Regions from separate parts of the Mus musculus genome. Here all the other regions are linked to region 1. Evidence: chromatin contacts called from public Hi-C, HiChIP or PLAC-seq and promoter capture Hi-C data. All regions are on one chromosome and are shown on one strand. The core of a region is the stretch at or near the end of the contact, and the rest is flanking DNA. Distances in the headings are between cores, read along the strand shown.

Evidence for each region. Promoter capture Hi-C pulls out the DNA fragments that hold promoters and counts their contacts. Hi-C and Micro-C count contacts between places; a contact is called where the count stands out from the background. HiChIP or PLAC-seq counts read pairs in DNA pulled down with a chosen protein or histone mark. Capture Hi-C pulls out chosen DNA fragments and counts their contacts.
Region 2: a contact with region 1 is called in a promoter capture Hi-C map of pre-B cells, with 6 times the contacts expected there. The contact joins the promoter of Thra here to the promoter of Eif1 in region 1. A contact is called at or near these places in 5 of 39 promoter capture datasets (cranial neural crest, frontonasal cranial neural crest, hippocampal neurons and 2 more), 1 of 484 Hi-C or Micro-C datasets (cortical neurons) and 4 of 115 datasets of contacts at active chromatin or transcription factors (astrocytes, embryonic hindbrain, forebrain and 1 more).
Region 3: a promoter capture Hi-C map of pre-B cells shows a contact between it and region 1, with 6 times the contacts expected there. The contact joins the promoter of Msl1 here to the promoter of Eif1 in region 1. A contact is called at or near these places in 8 of 39 promoter capture datasets (the 3T3-L1 cell line, the SN4741 cell line, cranial neural crest and 4 more), 2 of 484 Hi-C or Micro-C datasets (the N1E-115 cell line and cortical neurons) and 5 of 115 datasets of contacts at active chromatin or transcription factors (astrocytes, embryonic forebrain, embryonic hindbrain and 1 more).
Region 4: a contact with region 1 is called in a promoter capture Hi-C map of hippocampal neurons, with 16 times the contacts expected there. The contact joins the promoter of Wipf2 here to the promoter of Eif1 in region 1. A contact is called at or near these places in 4 of 39 promoter capture datasets (cranial neural crest, hippocampal neurons, liver and 1 more), 1 of 484 Hi-C or Micro-C datasets (cortical neurons), 9 of 115 datasets of contacts at active chromatin or transcription factors (astrocytes, cardiomyocytes, embryonic forebrain and 5 more) and 2 of 9 other capture datasets (adipose tissue and pancreatic islet).
Region 5: a contact with region 1 is called in an H3K27ac HiChIP or PLAC-seq map of epiblast stem cells, with 5 times the contacts expected there. The contact joins the promoter of Cdc6 here to the promoter of Eif1 in region 1. A contact is called at or near these places in 7 of 39 promoter capture datasets (the 3T3-L1 cell line, cranial neural crest, embryonic stem cells and 4 more), 1 of 484 Hi-C or Micro-C datasets (B cells) and 6 of 115 datasets of contacts at active chromatin or transcription factors (SST interneurons, astrocytes, embryonic midbrain and 3 more).
Region 6: a Hi-C map of regulatory T cells shows a contact between it and region 1, with 4 times the contacts expected there. The contact joins the promoter of Arl4d here to the promoter of Eif1 in region 1. A contact is called at or near these places in 1 of 39 promoter capture datasets (neutrophils), 2 of 484 Hi-C or Micro-C datasets (B cells and regulatory T cells) and 2 of 9 other capture datasets (adipose tissue and liver).
Region 7: a promoter capture Hi-C map of liver shows a contact between it and region 1, with 2.7 times the contacts expected there. The contact joins the promoter of Rdm1 here to the promoter of Eif1 in region 1. A contact is called at or near these places in 2 of 39 promoter capture datasets (liver and pre-B cells) and 1 of 9 other capture datasets (liver).

Annotation. Positions count from the first base shown.
Region 1 is chr11:100,318,364-100,321,435 of GRCm38.p6, forward strand. It overlaps Eif1 (eukaryotic translation initiation factor 1), which reads left to right and starts at 1,586. Exons shown (of 4, transcript NM_011508.2): 1 at 1,586-1,797; 2 at 2,303-2,466; 3 at 2,585-2,686; 4 at 2,954-3,072. The coding sequence starts at 1,767. The coding sequence ends at 2,998.
Region 2 is chr11:98,740,154-98,743,225 of GRCm38.p6, forward strand. It overlaps Thra (thyroid hormone receptor alpha), which reads left to right and starts at 1,632. Exons shown (of 10, transcript NM_001313983.1): 1 at 1,632-1,853.
Region 3 is chr11:98,793,862-98,796,933 of GRCm38.p6, forward strand. It overlaps Msl1 (male specific lethal 1), which reads left to right and starts at 1,655. Exons shown (of 9, transcript NM_028722.3): 1 at 1,655-2,743. The coding sequence starts at 1,970.
Region 4 is chr11:98,862,188-98,865,259 of GRCm38.p6, forward strand. It overlaps Wipf2 (WAS/WASL interacting protein family, member 2), which reads left to right and starts at 1,411. Exons shown (of 8, transcript NM_197940.2): 1 at 1,411-1,715.
Region 5 is chr11:98,906,270-98,909,341 of GRCm38.p6, forward strand. Cdc6 (cell division cycle 6) reads left to right here and starts at 1,532. Exons shown (of 12, transcript NM_001025779.2): 1 at 1,532-1,712; 2 at 2,368-2,561. The coding sequence starts at 2,381. RefSeq lists an enhancer at 1-372.
Region 6 is chr11:101,664,085-101,667,156 of GRCm38.p6, forward strand. It overlaps Arl4d (ADP-ribosylation factor-like 4D), which reads left to right and starts at 1,457. Exons shown (of 2, transcript NM_025404.3): 1 at 1,457-1,553; 2 at 2,464-3,072. The coding sequence starts at 2,566.
Region 7 is chr11:101,626,444-101,629,515 of GRCm38.p6, forward strand. It overlaps Rdm1 (RAD52 motif 1), which reads left to right and starts at 1,506. Exons shown (of 7, transcript NM_025654.2): 1 at 1,506-1,621; 2 at 1,830-2,009. The coding sequence starts at 1,526. LOC115487916 (a small nuclear RNA gene) reads left to right here and starts at 923; the gene lies at 923-1,113.

The DNA.
Region 1 (3,072 bases), core at 336-2,835:
TTTGTTGGAATTGTGTGGTGCTTTTTGGCATTTTTTTTCTCTGTTGTATTTGTTTTGGGCCTTTTGGTTTTTTGTTTGTTTTTTTTTTTTTTTCGAGACAGTGTTTCTCTGTATAGATAGCCCTGGCTGTCCTGGAACTCACTTTGTAGACCAGGCTGGCCTCTAACTCAGAAATCCACCTTCCTCTGCATCCCAAGTGCTGGGATTAAAGGTGTGTGCCACCATCCAGCAGTTTCTTGTTTTGAAAGTCTCATTGTATAGATCTGCTGGGTCTCAAACTCGCAGGCATCTATCTGCCAGCCTCTGCCTCACAAGTGCTAAGATCAAAGGCGTGCCCCACCACACCCGGCCTATTTTTCTGGTTCTTCAGAGACAGTAGCCAGTCTAGTACTGAATTCACTTGACCTTGAACTTTTTCCTCTGGCTTCCTTCTCCTGAGAGCTGGGATGTACCACCATACCTAGAAGTTGGCAGTATTTTTAAGTTAAGAGATTTTATATAAAGCACCCACTCTTTGGGGAGCATTTGAATAAAGTCTGACACAGTAGTTATCAGCCTCTGGTTCTCCTATTGGCCCCCACAAACCCAGTTACATCACACTTGGCTGTCTCTTTTTTTTTTTTTTTTTTTTTTTCGGTTTTTCGAGACAGGGTTTCTCTGTATACCTTGGCTGTCCTGGAACTCACTCTGTAGACCAGGCTAGCCTCGAACTCGGAAATCCGCCTGTCTCTGCTTCCCAAGTGCTGGGATTAAAGGTGTGCGCGGTGGCACTTGCCTTTAATCCCACCACTCATGGGGCAAAAGCAGACCCCATGTGGCCAGCCTGGTCTATAGAGTTCCAGCACAGCCAAAACCCTGTCTTGAAAAAACAAAAAGAAAGGTTAACTGCTTTGAAAAAAATATTCACCTAGACTCTACAAAGGCTTTACCTCACACACAGGCTTGTAGGACAAAAGGCATCCTGTGAGGCTTGGACATTTTTTTCCTGGGGTCCCCACTCCTACCTAAGGGACTACTTCCTTCCTTAGAAGAATTAATCTAAATAATAATTTTTGGTTACCAATTTTAAAACATGCTAATCCAAATGATACCCTATATAAGGTCCAAATTTTGATCACGTTATTTTATGCTGATTAAATGGCTATATCTGTGAATACGTGCAGAGAAGGGTAGGTTGATGGGTGGCTGGATCAGTCGAATTTTGGAGGACCCGCACGTAATTACCCTTTAAAGCAAATCGATCCTCACCCTAAGACCCATCTCAGAGCTAGTGCCAGGACCCCAACAGGGTCAAGATGGTAGAACGTGCGGTAGGCGCAGGCGCGCTCGAAACCTCCGCCAGTTTTCGCGGCCGCTCAGACAACTACCATGCCCACTGCGCAAGCGCGCAGGCGGACCAAGCTTTCCCTCCCCCCTCTCGCCCCTCCCTGAGTCAACAGAACATCCTTTCCAGGCCAAACCCAGTGCGCACGCGTCAAGCCTTGACTCCGCCCCCCGACCAATAGGAAGCCGCAGCGCTCGGGCGTCCGGGAGCTTGACTCCATGGGTGGGGCCGAGACGTGAGGGCAGCGCGCTGGCGTCACAGGGGCGGCTATATAAGTGAATACAGGCGCCGCCCCTCCGCCCCAGTCACTGAGCCGCCGCCGAGGACTCAGCTGCCTCCCCCTCGAGCCCCCTCGCTTCCCGACGCTCCGTCCCCCCCGCCCGCCTTCTCCCGCAGCCGCCTTCCGCAGGCCGTTTCCACCGAGGAAAAGGAATCGTATCGTATGTCCGCTATCCAGAACCTCCACTCTTTCGGTGAGCCTGGGGAAGGTCGCGCGGGCCTGGGGGGGGGGTGGCGGGGTCGGAGCTCGGAGAGCCGCCGAGCGCGGCGAGCCCATCTTAGCTCGGGCTGGAGGGGTGGTGATGCCCGTGGAACCGAGATCTGCGCCCAGGGTCGACCTCTGAGGGTGCCCGGAAGAAACGGGTGGGAGGTGAGCCCTTGGGCGGGCCCGGCGTCTCGGGTGGCGCATTTACTAATGGCTCCTGCCTCTCGGCGAGCCACACCCGCCCCCTCCCGCCACCCCTGCGTCATGTCCTCTACGTCACCGTCGTTGTCTCGGAGCTGGGAGGGAAGGCCCCGCCTCGGGAGCCTGGCTTCCGGTAGGTTGCATCAGCCGGGTGGGGCGCTGCCTGCCCACTAGGTCTCTCCAGCACGTGATCAGCCTTGGCGGGAGGGCTGGCCTAGAGCAGAAAGCTAGCTCTAGTACTGGCCAGTTCCCGGAGGGACAACAAAGGACACCTCCGGATTATTTCTTCACAGACCCCTTTGCTGATGCAAGTAAGGGTGATGACCTGCTTCCTGCTGGCACTGAGGATTATATCCATATAAGAATTCAACAGAGAAACGGCAGGAAGACCCTTACCACTGTCCAAGGGATCGCTGATGATTACGATAAAAAGAAACTAGTGAAGGCGTTTAAGAAGGTGGGTCTGCTGTGGAGAGAGCACGTTGTATGGTCTACCAAGGGAGAGGGTGCAAACGTCAAGGGAGTCCGTGTTGATGGCATGGCCTCTTAGATGCTGCATCCTTTTGTCCTTGCAGAAATTTGCCTGCAATGGTACTGTAATTGAGCATCCAGAATATGGAGAAGTAATTCAGCTACAGGGTGACCAGCGCAAGAACATATGCCAGTTCCTGATAGAGGTGAGTTTAGGCCGCCCTCAATGCATTATGGGTTTCCTGAATTTCTAATCCTTACAGTTGAGCTTTTAAATACATGTAGACATTCCCACTTTCAAACAGTACTTGGGGGTGGCATAGGGAAGTTTTAGTAACAGTGGTCAATTGAACCATTGTGTCTACTGGGATAGACTGAAGTACTCTTCTTTATTGGGACTCCTTGCAAGGTGTATATGGGAGAATCTGTTGACGTCATGTAACCTGTCCCTCTCCCTTGTCCTCTTTTTGCAGATTGGGCTGGCTAAGGACGATCAGCTGAAGGTTCATGGGTTTTAAGTGCTTGTGGCTCTCTGAAGCTTAAGTGAGGATTTCCTTGCAATGAGTAGAATTTCCCTTCTGTCCCTTGTCAC
Region 2 (3,072 bases), core at 382-2,881, 1.6 Mb before region 1:
CAGCCTTCTCTACACTACAGCTGTTGCATGTCCGCTGGGAGCCGGGACTGAGCTGGTTCATTTACTGTTTGCTGACTCTGCACACTGGAGCCTCAATTTCCCCACTGCAGCTGCCGCTGTACAGTGCAGGCTTCTTTCAACCATTGTGTGTGTCCTTCAGTCCCCCTTGCCATCCCCAGTAACCGTAGGCTTCCACTTCGTTCCTCCCTCATCCAGCTTCCTGTCCCTTCCCTATCGGGAGCCCCACGAGAGGCATTCTCCCTTCTCCTCATCCCTTGTAAACCCTTAAAACCCCTTGTAAGAGAAGTGAGTCCATTGGCTCAGGATGTAGGTGGCTGGAACTAAGATGTGCAAGGGCAGCCCAACTTGGAGAGACTGTTGGTCAGCAACCCACTCAGCAAACGATTCTATCCAGTATGAACTGAACGGTTAGAAGAGCAGCTCCCCAGACACACTCTCTGGCTCCTCCCCAAGAGCAGGCTGTGGAGGCAGGGCTCCGCCCTGGGAGCCGTGGGAAGGCTATGGCCCCCGCTGGTAAAACTGGGCTAATGATAGCGGGGGAACCGGCGGGGCCAGAGGGGGGTGCTAGGGTAATTAGACCTCTGCCTGGCGGTAGTAGATCCCAAGATGAAAGGGGCTCTGGCGTCACTGGCAGGGTTTTATGTCCACGAATGCAGGTGTGTGTGTGTATGTGTGTGTGTGTGTGTGTGTTGTGTGTTTTGTGTGTGTGGTTGGCGCACGTGCGCGCGCGTGCGCGCGCAAGGGTCCGGAACTGGCATGGAGACCTCTCCTTTGAGAAAAGGAGTCCACCTATTTGCAGCCACTCTGTTGCTTAGATTGGCCCTTGAACCATTTGGATTTTGATGGTATACACAGGAGAGGAAATATCACCTCTGAGAAGCTGGGAGATAAGGGGCTGTAGCGAGTCTTGTCCACCCCCATTCCCCAAGCTTAGTATAGGAGTATATTGTTGGGGAATGGCTGGTGGGCAGTGACTAGAAAGAGCTTCCATGGAGAACAGAGACGTTTGCAAGAGGAGACAGTGGATTCAGCATTAATGTTAGAAACGAGAGAGGAGGCACAATGTGGAACGAGCCTCCAAAACGGCTAGAAATAGGATGGTTGAAGTTAGGAGGATTTCAGAAGTAACCTGTCCAACCTTTGGATTTTGTGCTCTTACCCTGGATGCTGTAATGTGTTCAAGGTCACACAGGGAGTTGTTCGCAAAGAAGGGACCCGAACTCTGAAACTACCCTTAGCGTTTGGTATCTGGACTTCCTCCCGGATTTATAAGGTGCAGTGATCTCCTCGGTCCTTCTCCCCCTACCCCAGGGTGCAAACCAGAACCCCCCTCCCCCAATTCTCCTCGCAAATGAAAGCTATTTTATTTGAAAATGACATCTTTCTCAAAACGTGTCACCGACCGTCGCTCCTGGATGGAGCCGTAGGGGGGGCGGGGGTGAGGTGGGCGAGTCTGAGCCTGGTAGGGGCCAAGGCGGTAGAGGGGCTGCGGGGCGGCCGGCCAGGAGCTGGGGAGCGGCGGGGGGCGAGGGGCGGGGACCGGCGACTGCGAGGCGGCCTGCAGGGAGCAGCCGCGAGCCGGCCGGGCGCGCGGAGCTGGAGCCCCAGCCGGAGCGGGGCGGGGGAGGGAGGAGCCAGAGCGGCCGCCGCCTCTGCCGGAGGAGCCGCGGGGCCGCCACACTCGCCCCCCGCCCCCCCGCGCTCACTCGCACTCACACCCCGGCGCTGGAGGCGGGCGGCCCGGGCCCCACCGGCCCCCCATGGACGCCCCCGGCACGGGGCGCTGAGACCCCCGCGTCGTTGCTCAGCTCGGACCAGCGCGCCAAGCCGAGGTAAGGAGGAGGGAGCAAGGGGGCATTAATATGCAAATGCATCGCGATTGATTATGCAAAGCCGCGGGTCTCTGGCCAGCTTGGAGGCGGGCTGGGGGCGCCCAGGGGGTTCCCGCCGCCGACCTCAGTCTTTTCCGGCGCCCGGGTGACCCTGTCACAGCCCGAGAGCTAGCCACTTACGCCCTGGGGAAAGAAGGTGCTGTTAAGTGGTCGGTGGGCCCCGGGGTTCGCCCAGGGAGATGGCGTCTGGGCCTCCCCTTCGAGGGCCCGCCCCGGCCTCTGTCCGGCCGGTCTGCTGCGCATTCCCGGGTTGGGCCCCGCTGCCTGCCGAGGCTCCCCCGCCCGCCCCGCCGCGGTTTGTTTACGGTGTGCCAGAAGCTTGTCGTGTCCCCCCACCCCCCCAGCCAAAGAGACCGAATGGCCTTTGCAAAGCTGTCTCTAGCTAGGAAGGGCAATGTGGGTGCGGCAGGGTGGAGGGGCTTGCATGGGCTGGAGGAGAGAGAAGCCCCCCTCCCCTCCCCACCTCTCCAGTTGAGCATGGCTTTCTGGTTGCAACACTCCTAATTGCAAAAACGCGGCGGGTGGGGTGGGGTGGGGGGAGTGTGAGCTTGTAGTAGTGGGGGTGTACTTGATGGTCCCTAGATGATTAGGAGAATTGTTGGCCTGTGGTTGGGGAAGAGAGGAAGAAATGGACCCGTGTTCTGTGTGTGTGTGTGTGTGTGTGTGTGTGTGTGTGTGTGTGTCCGCGCGCGCGCGCGTGCATGCTCCCCGTTTCCCTCCCTTGCAACGTGTCTCTGGTGCCCCTTTTCTATCTTGGGCCCTCCCTTGTCCAGTGTGAAAAGAAGGCCTGGGAAGATGTCAGAGGCAATGAAGAGAGCCACCCATTTTAGGGACTGGAGGGGGGAGCACACAGAAGGAAAGCCAGGGAGACGGGAGGCCTGCCCCTGAATGCTGGCTCTGGACCCAGGAGGGGGAGGGGATGAAGGGGGCCATTGTCCAAGATGAAGGGGGAGGCAAAGGTGACATGCAGACAACAGATATGCCTACACAGACAGCTACATGCTCACTCGGGGACATCCAGGCAGATTCAAGGACAGGAGCTGCTGGACACACCCACATGGGGACAAGGGAAGAGGCAGGCCTCCACTGCAGAGTGGAGCTCAAAGGGTGGGACACACCCACGGGAGACCAAGAGCAGGGCGGAGAGACGGCCTATGCA
Region 3 (3,072 bases), core at 405-2,904, 1.5 Mb before region 1:
TTCCTGTGCAGTTCTGAGGCCCACCTGATGGAAAGAGGACGGGGACTCAGGACTTTCATACCCATGAAGTTTTTCAGTGTTTCATGCTTAGAGCCCACAAAGCAGAAGCAGTTTCTAACTAAATTTCGCATTGAACCAGGTGTCCTTGTTTTCTCTGTACAACTTATCGTTTATTTATTTATAGAGACAAGATCTGCTTGCTCGCATTGAGACATTTATTTATTTATTTAGACAAGGTATATGTAGCCCTGTCCTGGAACTTGCTATGTGAACCAAGATGGCCCCGAACTCACACATTCTCCTGTCTTTGCCTCACAAGGGCTGGGGTTAAAGGTGTAGACCACTATACCTATCTCCTATAAAAAAATTTTAGAAGTGCACTTCAGACAGATAAGCAACCAATTAATTTACAACTATGTACATGTTTTTTCCATAGGGAACTATGAGGACTTAGTGGCTAAAGTTGCTTGGAAAATTAAGGCACACAGACACTATGAACCTGGAGAATTGGGAAGTGCTCCAATAGAAGGCCCTAAAGAACACTTAGTCCTAACACCGGCATACATCTCTCCATAGATTTCTTGAATCTTTTTCCAGAAGATGCTAGGAGTAGCTACAGCTTAAGAAGGCTGGAGACATGGCTGCTTGGGAAACAACTGTCGGTAGTTGGCAGTACTTCACCCCAAGGTTGTGCTTACAACTCCCTGGGCAGCAGACATCATGGATTTTGCTGCTTCTGGGAACCAGAGGTCCCTCCATTTCTGTGCTGGATCCCTTAGAGACAAAGAACTTCACTTCTTTCCCCAACCCATGTGGGACCGCCAGGGAGCCTAGAGGGTGGAAGCTTGACTTCTACTCCATGAAACAGCCGCAGGCTCCAAGGGAGCCTGGGTCGGGGCCGGTCCCGAAGGCGCGCGGGGCTCCGGTGTGGGCCAGGCGCGTAGCCAGGTCGCCAGGGAAGGGCTATCCGACGAAGGCCGGCTCAGCAGAGCGGTCGGTAGGCGTCCGCGAGGGGCGGGAGCATCTACCTCCTTCCTTCCTCCCCAACCCCATTCTCTCGCACTTGGTTTTGCCGGGGATCCTCCGCATTCCCCAACCACCAGCGGCCGCCCTCGCCCTTCTTCCCTCCCCAGCCCGCCCCTGCCTCGGCAGCCCACCTTCGCCCGCTCCTGCGTCCTCGCCCTCGTCCCCGACCTCCCCTCGTGGGCCCCCGCGCCTCGGTCCCCTCCCCCTCGCGGCGGCAGCGGTAGCCGCGGCCCCTTTCACAATAGCGCTACCCGCCTCCCTCCTCTCCGCTCCCGGTTCGCTCCCGCCCGCTGCCCTCTCGGCGCATGCGCGCTCCGGTCGGCGGTGGCGGCGGCTGCGGCGGCTCCGTTTTTTTTAAAGGGAAACGCCGAGGAGTCGGGGGTGACTGTGGGGGAGGGGGACCCGGCGGCGCGGAGAACCCCCGGGGGAGGCGGCAGACCCCCCCTCCCGGAGTAGGAGGGCTCTGGGCGGACCCGTCCCTCCCACCCCCTCCCGAGGAGGAGCAAGGGGGGGGAAATGGAGGCTCGGGGCGGCTGAGGCGAGCTCCGGGGCGGGGGGCCGGGGCGGGGAAGGGGGGGTGCGGGGTGGGGAGACGAGGCGGGCCCGGCCGGGCAGGGGGGGCCGAAGCGAGCTCCGGGGATGAGCTCGGGGGCGGCTGGGTGCGAGCTCCTGCCTCTGCGGCGAAGGCGACGGTGGCGGCAGCAGAGGCGGCGGCGAGGCCACCATGGGTCGGCGGCGGGCCTCAGCTGCGGCCTCCACTTCTCCGCTCGCCGGCGGGATGGCGCCCGGGCCTCGGAGAAGCCGCGTTAGCGGAGGCCTGCGGCTGCTCTGCTGAGCCGAGCCCGCCAAACTCCCCTCCCCCTCCTCCGTCCTCGACCCCCCGCACCTCGCCCCTTCCCCACCCCCTCCTCCGTCTCGGTCCCCCGCGCTGCTCCGGACCACTATGACCATGAGATCCGCAGTGTTCAAGGCGGCCGCGGCCCCTGCCGGCGGCAACCCCGAGCAGCGACTGGACTACGAGCGGGCTGCGGCGCTGGGCGGGCCCGAGGACGAGTCCGGGGCGGCCGAAGCCCATTTCCTCCCCCGGCATCGTAAGCTCAAGGAGCCGGGGCCCCCGCTGGCCTCTTCCCAGGGCGGGAGCCCCTCGCCCTCTCCAGCCGGCTGCGGCGGCGGCAAGGGCCGGGGCTTGTTACTCCCAGCCGGGGCGGCCCCCGGGCAGCAGGAAGAGAGCTGGGGCGGTTCGGTGCCCTTGCCCTGTCCGCCCCCAGCTACTAAACAAGCCGGCATCGGCGGGGAGCCAGTCGCAGCCGGCGCTGGCTGCAGCCCCCGGCCCAAGTATCAGGCGGTGCTGCCCATTCAGACGGGCTCTATCGTGGTGGCGGCGGCCAAAGAGCCTACGCCCTGGGCTGGGGACAAGGGTGGGGCGGCTCCCCCAGCTGCCACCGCCTCGGACCCGGCGGGACCCCCACCACTACCTCTGCCCGGGCCACCACCCCTCGCGCCCACCGCCACTGCTGGGACCCTGGCGGCCAGTGAGGGCAGATGGAAGAGTATAAGGAAGAGCCCTCTCGGGGGTGGCGGCGGCTCGGGAGCCTCCAGTCAGGCCGCCTGCCTCAAACAGATCCTTCTGCTGCAATTGGACCTCATCGAACAGCAGCAGCAGCAGTTGCAGGCCAAGGAGAAGGAGATAGAGGAGCTGAAGTCCGAGAGAGATACGGTACGGGAGGGGTTAATCTGCATTAGGGATGGAGAGCGAGCTCTGCGCATGCTCGGGGGAAGGGGGCTGTAGGAGGCAGAGGTCCCCGCTCGGTTAGGGTTAGAGGAAGTTGGCCACCAGCTAAAGAGTGCCTTAGATGTTGGGTCGTTAGGAGCCTGGCATCACTGACACGTTGGGTCGGAAGGAAGGGTTAAAGGGCAACCTGTGTGTGTGTGGTGGGGGGTGTTATGGGAGGCTTCGGTTGCCAAAGGGTTAATTTAAAACGACAGCCCCACACTTGTGGGAAAGACGTTTAGAGTGGGAAAGACCTGATTTACGAGGGGTTAAAA
Region 4 (3,072 bases), core at 161-2,660, 1.5 Mb before region 1:
ATGGTTGTGAGCCACCATGTGGTTGCTGGGGATTGAACTCAGGACCTCTGGAAGAGCAATCCGTGTTCTTAACCACTGAGCCATCTCTCCAGCCCCCTTCTTCTTCTTGTTTTGTTTGTTTTGGTGTTCTGAGGCAGAATTTCTCTGTGCAGTCCTGGCTGTCCTGGAACTTGCTCTGTAGACCAGGGTGGCCCCCAGCTAAGAGATCTGCCTGCCTCTGCCTCCTCTGAGCTACAGAGCCCAGCAAAATTCTACTCATCTTGCAGGGGCTAGTTCAAACCATTTACAAATCTCTTCTCATTCTTCAGCAGGAATTCATCACTCCTGTGACATCCCGGCACATGTCACAACTCTAATCGCACACTGACTTGGACGTCAGCTGTCTGTTTACATGCCAGCCCGCATGAGCACCATACACCAGCATGGTGAGCTCCCGGAGGGCAGAAGCTGTCTGCTTGAGTCACATCTGGAACCATCCCCAGGTACAGAGCTCAATGAATGGCCCAAAGCAAATGTTCAATGTGACATTTAGCACTAGTGGGTGGGGCAGAACAGAGGGAAAACAAAAATAATAACAGGCTATGGCTTATCACATGCTTTCCCATTCATTCATTACCTGATGAGCCTTCAAGCACTGTGAGAAAGGACAAACACTATGAGGTAGCTGAGACCCACGAACACACAGTTAGTGAGTGGGGATTAAGTGCTAGCTGATATTGGCCTTTTACTTGAGGTTCAGCCCTGGTCACTGGGTTGACTGGATGGAGAAGCAGTGAGACATAGGGTAGCAATGGGGTTGCTTGGTGTGGTGGCGAGCTTTGTGTATGAAGATGAGATCCTTAGTCATCGGCAACAGAGTTAAGCAATGGAAACCAGCAAGCGACAAGGACTCCCCTCTCTCATCCAAGCACCTATAGAGGAGTTCACAACACCATGCCTCAGCCTACCGAGCTGGGGATCACTAGTTAAGTGGTTACAACGACCTAACCAATGACCTGCTAGAAGAAGCTCGCCTCTCTGTTGCTATGACAACCAGAGCTTGTCTGTTGGGCCTCTTCAAGGGTACTCTAGACCATATTAGGGCTTATGGTGTGTGTGTGTGCGCGCAAAAAAATAAACACGAAAGAAAACATACTTGAGATACATCAGTTAGCTCACTGGTTCTCTACCTGCGCAATTTTAAAGGTCGAGACGCTCAGGCCGCATCCAACCAATTAAATAAGCATCTCATGGACCGAATCCTGGCATCACTCGTTACTGAAAGCCTCGCAGGCGGCCCCAGTTGCAGTCCCAAGATGCAAACGGGACTTCCAACTGCGGACTCGCGACCTTCTCAAGATGGTGGCGCTCCGCCCCCACGTGCGCCGGTAGAGGGCAGGCTTCCCTGAGCGCATGCGTCCCGCGGCCCTCGGCCCTCGGCTCCCTCCTCCTTTTCCCCCGCCTCCATTTTGTTCGCGGACGCTGGGGACGGTGGGAGCGGATCCATTTCCGGGTTGGTAAAAGGGGCGGCGGCGAGAGAGAGAGAGAGAGAGAGAGAGAGAGAGAGAGAGAGAGAGAGAGAGAGAGAGAGAGAGAGAGAGCGAGAGAGAGCGAGAGAGCTTGCCGCGGGGCGAACGAGCAGGACTAAACCAGGACTGAGGTGACGGAGGATTCGCTCCCGGAGCAGCCCCCCGCCGAGTGGGAAAGACGCCGGGGCGGCTGAGCCCGCCGCTGAGGTGACCTGCGGACCTGAGTGGGAGGGAGAGCCGGGAAGGGGGGACTGTGGTGGGGGGGGGGAGGGACACCGGAGGAGGGGCCTGATGCGGAGAGGGGGTCCTGGGGGCGGGGCCTGGAGACCCTGGAGAGGGGGCGTGGGCCATCCGAGTGGAGGGCGGCGGGGACCGACTGAGCAAATGGGCAGGAGGGAGGTTTTTTGAGAGACAGGAAATTAGAGATCCTGAAGGGTTGGGTGAGGTGAGTAAGACTGGCAACTCTGGGTGAGGTAGGAGGGGAGCCGTGCGCGGAGGGGGAGATGGGGAAGGGAGGACCTGTTGGGGAAAGGTAATTATTGGCAGGATGCTCTCGAGTTTAGGAGGATCGGTGTGACGTTTCGGGATTGATCGGGGTGAGGAGGAGGATTGAGAGCGAACGTGTTTACACTGGGGGAGATGTTGAGAGTGTGGGATGAGAGGGAGTCGGAGTGATGTTCTGAGATGCTCTTGGAAGCACCTGCAGTTGAAGGATCCCTGTTGGAGCGGCGTGAAATTGAGGGAAGATGAAAATCTGAAGGCGCTCGCTAGACGTAGGCTGTGTGTGCGGTCGAGTTACTGATTAGGAAGGCATATTCTGGAAGGATAATATTGAAACGAGGAGCTGGAGGAAGCTGGTGTGCACTGGAATCTACCTCTGTCCCCGCTTCTGCTGGCCTTTAAATCCTGATCCACCTGCTACATCTGATCCCTGAAATTCTTCTTTCTTTTTCTCTTTCTCTTTCTTTTCTTTTCTTTCTTTCTTTCTTTTTTTTTTTTGAGACACTTTGTCTGTGTAACCCTCACTGTCCTGGAACTCAGAGTCTGTAGACCAGATTGGCCCGGAACTCACAGTGATCCGCTGGCCTCTACCTCAGAGGGAGGCGTGGGCCACTATGACTGCCCAGCCCCGTAAACTATATTTGTTTGTTTGTTGTTTTGTTTCTTTCAAGACAGGGTTTCTCTCTGAAACAGCCCTGGCTGTTCTAGTGCTCACTATGTAGACTAGGCTGGTCTTGAACTCGCAGAGATCTACTTGCCTCTGCCTCCTGAGTGCTGGGATTAAAGGTGTGTGCCACTACCACCCAGCTATCTTAATATATTTTTTAAAAGATTTATTTATTTTATTGTATGAATACATTGTTGATGTCTTCGGACACACCAGAAGAGGGCATCAGACTTCATTACAGTTGGTTGTGAGCCACCATGTGGTTGCTGGGAATTGAACTCAGGACCTTCAGAAGAGCTGACAGTGCTCTTAACTGCTGATCCTAGTATCTTAATTAAAAAAAAAAAAAAAAAAAAAAGGAGTGGGGCTTGGTGGTGCATGCCTTTAATCCCAGTA
Region 5 (3,072 bases), core at 282-2,781, 1.4 Mb before region 1:
ACAGAGTGGACCCCTTCACCATCTTGACCTGTTTAGAACCCAACTCTCTTTAATCCTCCATAATTAGGTAGTCAAGAGTTTAGTTTTCTGTCAGACTATTTAAAATGCAAATATCAGCTCTTACAATTAGTTATAAAAACTTCCTAGGGAGCCGGGCGGTGATGGCACACGCCTTTAATCCCAGCACTTGGGATTTCTGAGTTCAAGGCCAGCCTGGTCTACAAAGTGAGTTCCAGGACAGCCAGGGCTATAGAGAAACCCTGTCTCGAAAAATAAACAAACCAAACAAAACCAAAAACCTTCCTCGGGTGCTTATAAAGACTAATTAAGGTGATAGAGGTAAAATAACGAGCTCAGACCCACACACTTACGTTGGCTCTTCCCAGCTATTTGAAATGAGAGGTAACTGGCGATTGTGCTGTTGTGCTCCTACTTGTAGCTTTGTGTCTGTTTTATTTGGTATCAGACAATAAAAGATATATCCTATAGCCAGGTGTGGTGGCGCACACCTTTAATCTCAGCACTTGGGAGGCAGACCCAGACAGATCTCTTGAGTTTAAGGCCAGCCTAGTCTACGTAGTTCCAAGACAGCCAGAGCTACAAATAAAAAGTCTCAGAAAACAATAACAACCAAAACAAAACAAACCAAGAACAAAATCCCATAGACTTTACCATTACCTAGAATTGGGCTCTGGTCTTTAGAAGAACCCGAGTAACCTTGGAGCCTGACCTGCCTGCAAATGGCTGCTCTAGTTACATTTTTCATTAAATGCTCAGCTTGCCTTGCCGATAACTCTTTTCCTTGGGTCCCAGACCCTAGTGCTTGGCCATAAGAGATTTTCAAATTAAAGAGACATAATTTTACTCCCTATGATGTGTAGCTAGATGGATGTTAAGGCAGCACTTGGAATGTATGACCTTGAAATTATACGTTTGGTGTTGCACTTGTTTCTCACTGAGCAAGCGCAAGTCAACAAATAGTGAGATGATGTCAGTTTGCTTAGATAGGTCTAGAACTTGCCCCCCCGCCCCCCAAAAAAATACCCTGGTTCGAGTTATCAGCTCCTCCCCACAGAAAATTCTGTGACCTTATACATTCATTTGCTTCATGCCATACAGGACCGCCCCCCAAAAAGTAGGCCTTGTAGCCCTCTTAAAATCTAGCCCACCAGAATAATGAAAATAGGGATGTTTGGCAGATAAGATGAGCAAAGGTAGCCCAGTAGAATGAGGACGTTAGGCAACGGTGGGGAGGCTGGGTGGAGGACAAAGTAGAAATAAAAATACGGAAGTAGATGTGCGTAGAGGCAAAAAAAAAAAAAAAAAAAAAAAAACTACACTTCCCGCCAGGCTTTACGGCGTGACGCGCTCGTAAACGCGCGCCTTTCCTCCGAGGTCTCAAAAGTTAACGCCCTCCCGGGCGAGTGGGTGTGACTTCGTGGTGGTCGCTGAGACCTGGGGCTGTCCTATTGGCTGCCGGCCGTCACCGGCGAAGGCGTGGTGATGAGTGACAACTAATCAGAAGCCTGGCTGGACTTTGGCGGGAGACGAGAAGGCTGAAGTAGAGCGGCTTTGGCGCGAGTTGACTTTGCAGCTGCTGTAGAATTTGTGGCGGGAGAGTTTTTACGGTGGTGATCGAGACGCGAGGAGTGTGCACTGAGCGACACGGCCCTGAAGAGTGCAAAGCTCCGCGAGGTCTGGTGTCCAGAGAGGTGAGGCTGGTCCGAGCAAGGCCGGTGGAGAGCGGGAAATCGCCTGGGGTCTGAGGCTGGGTCAGGGAGGGGGTTGTGAGCTCTAGAAGCGGTTCGAGCACGCCGCGTTGGGAAGGAGAGAGCTGCTGGGAGGAAACGGTGTAGGGTGGGGTCGGGAGTTTGGTGGAGTGCTGGCTAGTTTTGAGCAGAGGACGCAGCTGCCCTTGCCCAGGACTTGGGAGAGCCTAAAGGTGACGGTCTGGAACCAAACCAGTGCTAAAGACGTCTCACATGTCTGCAGGGAAGGAGCTAAAGTATTATAGAAATAAATGGAGACAGACTTCTGGCATCATACAAGTGTAAGAACTTGGCTTCTGGTCCCAGGGTGCCCAGGGTGATAGCCGTGTGTTTCTGTGACTATCTCTTTAAGAGAGGGCTAATAGTGTCTACATTTGACGTATGGTAAGACTGTAGTGTGTAATATGTGTATAACGGAATGTTACACGTACTAGGCAGACAGACGTTACCCTTTATTACATAGATTTGCATGGGAAGCACAACTAAATGTTAAAAATGCTATGTTAACGTGATTTATGGAGTGCTGGTCCCCAATATAATTATTTATATTGCTCTGTGTGTTTTTCTCTTTGCTCTCCTGATTTTCCTTTGTATCCAGTTGTGTGGCCATCATGCCTCAAACCAGATCCCAGACACAAGCTACCATCGGTTTTCCGAAAAAGAAGCTATCTAATACCCTGAAGAAACCCAATTCCCGGGATTGTGAAGTAAAACTTAGAAACGTCCAGCCTGTACCCACCACTCCGTGTGTGGACGTAAAACTTCTGCCTCTCAGTCCCCGAAAACGTCTGGGTAAGCCCTCCGCTTTGTGAGTGCGACTTTGTGACTGAGCTCTCAGCCTTTCCTGCCTTGATGCTGAGGTGCCTGGCTCTTAAAACCAGAGCTGTATTTGCCTTCATAATGGCTGCCAAGTGTGTACCGAATTTCACGGTTGAGCCGTACACTAGAGATCATTTGCTAAGGAACCTAGGTTTGATCTTCATTTCCTTAGTTCTGTCCTTTACATTTCCCTTGAAGTTATAGTGTTATGGAACTCGCCTGCGTGCTTGTGAAATTAAGAGGAAACAAATAACCCGGGAGGTGGTGAGCTTGCTTTTAATCCCAGCACTCAGAAGGCAGAGGCAGGTGGGTCTCTTGAGTTTGGGGCCAACCTGGTCCACAGAGTGAGTTTCAGGCCAGCCTGGGTTAACCCAGAGAACTCCTGTCTTGAGAAAGAAAAATTTGATGAGATTCTTAATATTTTTTTAATTTTTGCTATCAAATAGTACTTGACAGCCATTTCCGGTTTTCGATGTGTTTGGTG
Region 6 (3,072 bases), core at 207-2,706, 1.3 Mb after region 1:
CTTTTATCGTGCTTTTTAGACAGCATCTCACTGTGTAATGCTGGCTGTCTAACGTAAGACTGCCTCGCCCCAGAGTCTCCCCATGAGAAGACTATTGCCAAGCAGTGAGCATCCTGGCACTGAATTCAGACAGATCTTGCTCAGCCACATATGACCTAAATGTGATCATAACTAAGTCTTTTATCCATCTGCAGCTTTCTGTACCTGTAAGAAACAGACAACAGTCCCTAACATGCTACTGTGAGGTAATGGGGTCCTCCATGCTCTATATGCAGGAAGCTGAGGCCCAAAGATTGTTAGGATGTCCAGGATAGCCTGAGCTACATAATGAGATTCCTATCTCAAAACACACACACAAAAAAACCAAATATAGCTGGATATGATGGCTCATGCCTTTAATCCTTTTTTTTCCTTTTTTTTTCCCGAGATGGTTTCTCTGTGTGGCCCTGGCTGTACTGGAACTCACTCTGTAGATCAGGATGGCCTCGAACACAGAAATCTGCCTGCCACTGCCTCCCAAGATTAAAGGCATGCACTACCACTGCCTGGTTTCATGCCTTTAATCTTAAAGGCAGAGGCAGGTGGATTATTTTGTGTATGAGGCCACCCTAGTCTACATAGTGAGTTCCAGGATAGCTAGGGTTATATAGAAAGACCCTGTCTCAAAAAATACTCCCCCCACCCCCTTATCCCTTGAAGCAATGGCTCAGTGGTTAAGAGCACTTATTACTCTTCCAGCGGACCCAGGTTCGGTTCCCAGCACCCATATGAGGCAGTCACCACTGTCTCTAATTCTGGTTCCAGGAGATCTGACATTTCCTACTGAACACATGGGCATATACTGACCCACTGGCTTAACTGACACTGAGCACTGCTGCCCTTGCAGAGGTCCTGAATCCATTTCCCAGCAACCACATGGTGGCTCACAACCATCTGTAAGGGGATCCGATGCCCTCTTCTGGTGTGTCAGCGTCCCCGTACTCCTATATACATTAAATGGGCTTAGTATTATGAATCAGCTGTATCAGAGCTCCAGGTAAATACTGCTTTGCAAACTAGATGAAGACAGTGACTTGAATGAGTACTACTGAATGAGGTAAGATACGAAAACATGTCAGAATCTCTTCGAGCAGATCTTTAGGTGGAAGGAAAGTATGGGGGGGGGGCAGCCGGATTGAGGGCAAGTGGATGGGGTAGTGTCATTATTAGACATTCCGTTCCATGCTCTCGTCAGGCGCAGCCACGCCTGTTCCTTTAGTCTGTCCCACCTCCCAGCCCTAATGAGTTCCAGGCTCTGTTCCAAATACTGAATAAGGTAGAAAAGATTAAAATAAAGCGGTTCCGGATAGAACGAGCTCTCCATTTCCAGGCTGGGGCTGCAGAGGCTGGCTCAGTCCCCGCCTCCGGGACGCTGATTGGGCCGCGTCGTGTGACGTCACGAGAGGGTTTTTAACGAGGAACCGGAGCAGCGGCACTGCAAAGTCCGCTGTGGCTGAGACGCGACGAGTCGGTGTCTGGTTGGCGTGGCTCGCGGAGAGTGCGGCTGGCTGAAGGTAAAGGAGGGTGTCTGGACCATGCAAAGGCGCCGGCTTGCGGGGCTTAGGGGAGCGGGCGTCGACCGCTGGCTGGAGAGTTGCAGGGCCGTGTGGTGGTGGTCAAAGCGCCCGCAGGGGCGTGCCACCGTTGTGGGTATGCGGTGCTTGTGGGAGCCCGACCCACATCGGTGCTCTTACTTTGGGCACACTGCCCGACCGCCTCCTTCATGCGAGATTTCTCCTCTGGGGAGTGGAGAGCACAGCTTCTGCTTTCTCTCAATCTCGGAGAGGGGTGCAGGGAAACGACCTTACTTCGGATCTTGCCTGCAAGATCCGCACCCTCGAAGATCCTAGTGCCCGAGAGTTTCTCTGACCTCAGGGCCTCTCCTAGGAGTCCCTGGGACAGGAGCACGCCTTGTTACACCTGTAGCTACTTTTTTTATTTTTTATTTTTAAGAAGAGGGGAAGGAGAAAGGCATTGGAGATGGTTTAAAAGCGCCTACCCTAAAACATGAGGACCCTAATTGGTTCCTGAGACCCACATACTCTTGTAAGTTGTCCTGACTTTAACACTCAAGCTGTGAGTGGCTTACACACACGCACAAAATATTTTTTCTTTACTTTGGAAAAAGAGGCACTTAAAAATCTTTTTTTTTTTCTTTTTTGTTTTTCTAGACAGGGTTTCTCTGTGTAGCCCTGGCTGTCCTGGAACTCACTCTGTAGACCAGGCTGGCCTCGAACTCAGAAATCCACCTGCCTCTGCCTCCCAAGTGCTGGGATTAAAGGTGTGCTCCACCACTGCTGGGGCAAACCTTGTTTTAATAAAAGGAATATTTAGAAGGGTAGGGTGCAGGTTTAGGGGAAGGACCCAAAAGTTGCAAATTCGTTTATTCTAAACCTTTCTCGTTTCTTTTTTGGCCTTGTTTAGACACCCCAGCTTGTGCTACCTGCCGTTTTAAGGTCTCCTCTTCTTGGCCTCTGCTGGAGTCCCAGACCTACTCCTGAGGTCCACCCTGCACCCTAGCTCACCATGGGGAACCACTTGACTGAAATGGCCCCTACAGCCTCGTCCTTTCTGCCGCACTTCCAGGCCCTGCATGTCGTCGTCATTGGGTTGGATTCCGCGGGGAAGACTTCCCTTCTTTACCGTCTCAAGTTCAAGGAGTTTGTCCAGAGCGTCCCCACCAAGGGCTTTAATACTGAGAAGATCCGCGTGCCCCTGGGGGGTTCCCGTGGGATCACTTTCCAAGTGTGGGATGTTGGGGGTCAGGAGAAGCTTCGGCCACTGTGGCGCTCCTACACCCGCCGGACAGATGGACTGGTGTTTGTGGTGGACTCTGCAGAGACTGAGAGGTTAGAGGAAGCCAGAATGGAGTTACACCGGATCAGCAAGGCTTCCGACAACCAGGGGGTGCCAGTGCTGGTGCTGGCCAACAAGCAGGACCAACCGGGGGCACTGAGTGCAGCCGAGGTGGAGAAGAGGCTGGCGGTCCGAGAGCTGGCAGCTGCCACGCTCACCCATGTGCAGGGCTGCAGT
Region 7 (3,072 bases), core at 256-2,755, 1.3 Mb after region 1:
CTCCTCTAGAACGAAGGTTAAAGATAACTGTGAGCCACCATCGGGTGTTGGGAATCGAACCTGGATCTTCTTCCAATCTATAGAACGTGATGACCCTGCCTCAAAACAGAATAGCGATATATTTTTAGATAATGTATGATATGAAATTTAATATGATTAGGGAGTTCCTGGCTGACCCATGCCAAAGTGCCCCCTTGAGAAATGACGCCAAGCAACAGATCTGGTGGGGAGTTATTTGGGGGAAGAGAGGGGAGGGAGGGCTTGGAGAAGGGGTTGAGGTAGATGAACAGATAGGCAGACAGAGGGGAACAGAGTCACGAGGGCAGAGAAAGCAGGGGACAGAGAAGGAGAGAATGGGGGCTGGGGCCAGAGACCGCAAGGAACACGTGGGAACAGAGAGAGCTGGAGTGGTGAAGCAGTCGTTATCACCACACCTGAAGAAGCACCATAAGCTGGTTGCTTGATCCTAGGGAGGAGCCTAGCGGAATCGCCTGTAAACTAATAAATTAAGCAGAAAATCGAAAGGCCCCTTTTCCTCAAGGACCTTTTGTTGTGGGTGTGGTCTGAAAGACTGCGAAGAAGAACCTGGTTGTATCGCAGGGAAAGGTCAATACGTCCCCTCTGCGCCCCGGTTGCGCTCTACAGCGCAGAAGCGGAAAAAGCAGTCCAGGTTCGAGCTTTCGGCGCGCTTGGGCGGGGCATGCAAATAACTGCTCTGTGGAACTCTGGGAGCAAAAACAAAAAACTGCAACCAAAACTTCTCGGCCTCCTTGAATCTTACAGGCTTTTCGTGGCGTAAAGGTGGTGTACTCAATGAAGAGGAGAGTCTGTGTTGGCTGCATGTTTGAGTCGGTTGGTTGGTGACTGTGAATTAAAGGTGTGGTCGGTGTTGAGTGTATGGGGCGTGTGGGCGTAGTTCGGTATCGCTTCTCGGCCTTTTGGCTAAGATCAAGTGTAGTATCTGTTCTTATCAGTTTAATATCTGATACGTCCTCTATCCGAGGACAATATATTAAATGGATTTTTGGAAGTAGGAGTTGGAATAGGAGCTTGCTCCGTCCACTCCACGCATCGACCTGGTATTGCAGTACCTCCAGGAACGGTGCACCCCCTCTGGGGAGTAAAGTTGGTTTTAAAGTCAGAGCATGGTGATTGTAGGGCAGTCCAGCTTTTTAAATATGTCTGTGTTTTCTTCTTCTTAACTTTCGTTAGTTTGTATCCTGATTGGGTTGTGTACACGATAACTGAGTTCTCGTTTGCGCCAGAGCTGGAGAGATGGCTTAGTGGTTAAGAGTACCGACTGCTTTTCCAAAGGCCCTGTGTTCAGGTCCCAGCAACCACATAAATAAATAAATCTTAGGAAAAAAAAAAAGAAAAAAGAGTGTAGCACTGGAGCTAATGTGGGGTGGAAACATTTTAAATATGTGCTTTGTGGGAAGTTTTAAGGAAATCGTTAAGCTCCGCCCTTTACTTGTGAGGGTTTAAATTTCGCGGTAGTAGCTTGCGCAGGCGCACTGGCTTTACCATGGCGGAGTTGATCTCTTTCGTAGTTCCCACCCAGAGCGACAAAGTTTTGTTGGTGTGGGATCTGAGCACTGGGCCCCCAGCCGAAGCCTTAAGTGTGAGGGGCTGCGCGGAGAGGGCAGGGGAAGGGAGTGGGGGGACAGGAGGCGTGGGCCCCGCGTGGGCGCAGAGGAACGGGGAGCCAGCGAGGGCTTGTCTCCTCCTTAGATGAAGCCCCAGTGAAGGGAGTGCTTCCAGCGGAGAAGGGCGGGATCTGGGCTTGAAGTGAGGTAGGGGGTCAGCACTCACTGGTGGGCCTCCCACAGCATTCTCTGTTCACAGTGTTCTCTCAGTTTGGCCTTCTGTATTCAGTCCGAGTCTTCCCGAACGCTGCAGTGGCTCGTCCTGGTTTCTACGCCATCATCAAGTTTTACTCCTCGCGGGACGCACAGAGAGCCCAGAAGGCTTGCGATGGGAAACCCCTTTTTCAGACATCACCAGTGAAGGTGTGTGCAAATGCAGGCTTCAGGATAACGTTCCGAGTTCTGCAGTGAGTAGCTAGAGACTCTGTGGTGCCCTGATTCACCCGGTGCTTCCAGATGCGTTTTCACTGATCCTCTGGCCTCAGGTATCCTAGGTGATGGTTAGGTGATAAAAGGTTCATCATGAGAGTAATTGTGGTCAAACCCAAGAGTTCCAATGAAAATCCCATGTCGTATGTTACATTTACATTTATTATTTACATTATTTATAAACATTTTCTATTTTATTTGGACTTAAAATGTGTTTGACCAACTGCCAGTTTTAATATAATGGATGCTTTATTGTCATCACTGTAAAATAGAACTTCCTTCAGGTTCCAGAGGTGGGGAAAGCATCCTTTAGTACATTGTAGCCTTCATTCCATATTAACATAGAACCCGTTCCCCCAGAGCCTCAGCACATCTCACCATGTTTCTCAATTCCACCACCTGTCCTTTCAATTTCTGATTGGCCACTTTTGATGTATCAACCTGCTGCTGACCCAGCTTCTTATTCTTATCCATATTGCTTTTTTTTTTTTTTTTTAAGATTTATTTATTATATGTAAGTACACTGTAGCTGTCTTCAGACACTCCAGAAGAGGGCGTCAGATCTTGTTACAGATGGTTGTGAGCCACCATGTGGTTGCTGGGATTTGAACTCTGGACCTTCGGAAGAGCAGTCGGGTGCTCTTACCCACTGAGCCATCTCACCAGCCCCCATATTGCTTTTCTTTTCTTCTCCCTTGAACCTTGATTAAATCTGAGAACTGCAGTTAGTAGTGACCCCAAGTGAATTTTCTCTACGTCCATACATGATGCAAGACCTTTTTCTATCTTAGATCACCCACTTCCAGGTCCTGAGGTGATTTGCTTGCCAGTCATTCTTTAAGGAATTTGATTGGTATGTTTCTAACCTATGGCCACATCTCAGCCATTTAGATACTGTATGTGGAACTGGGAAGATTACAAAGTGGTGAGTCTCCCGTGCTCTTGAAACAGATCATTTAATAAACTTTAGGTTCTGATAGAGTGATGAAGGATATGT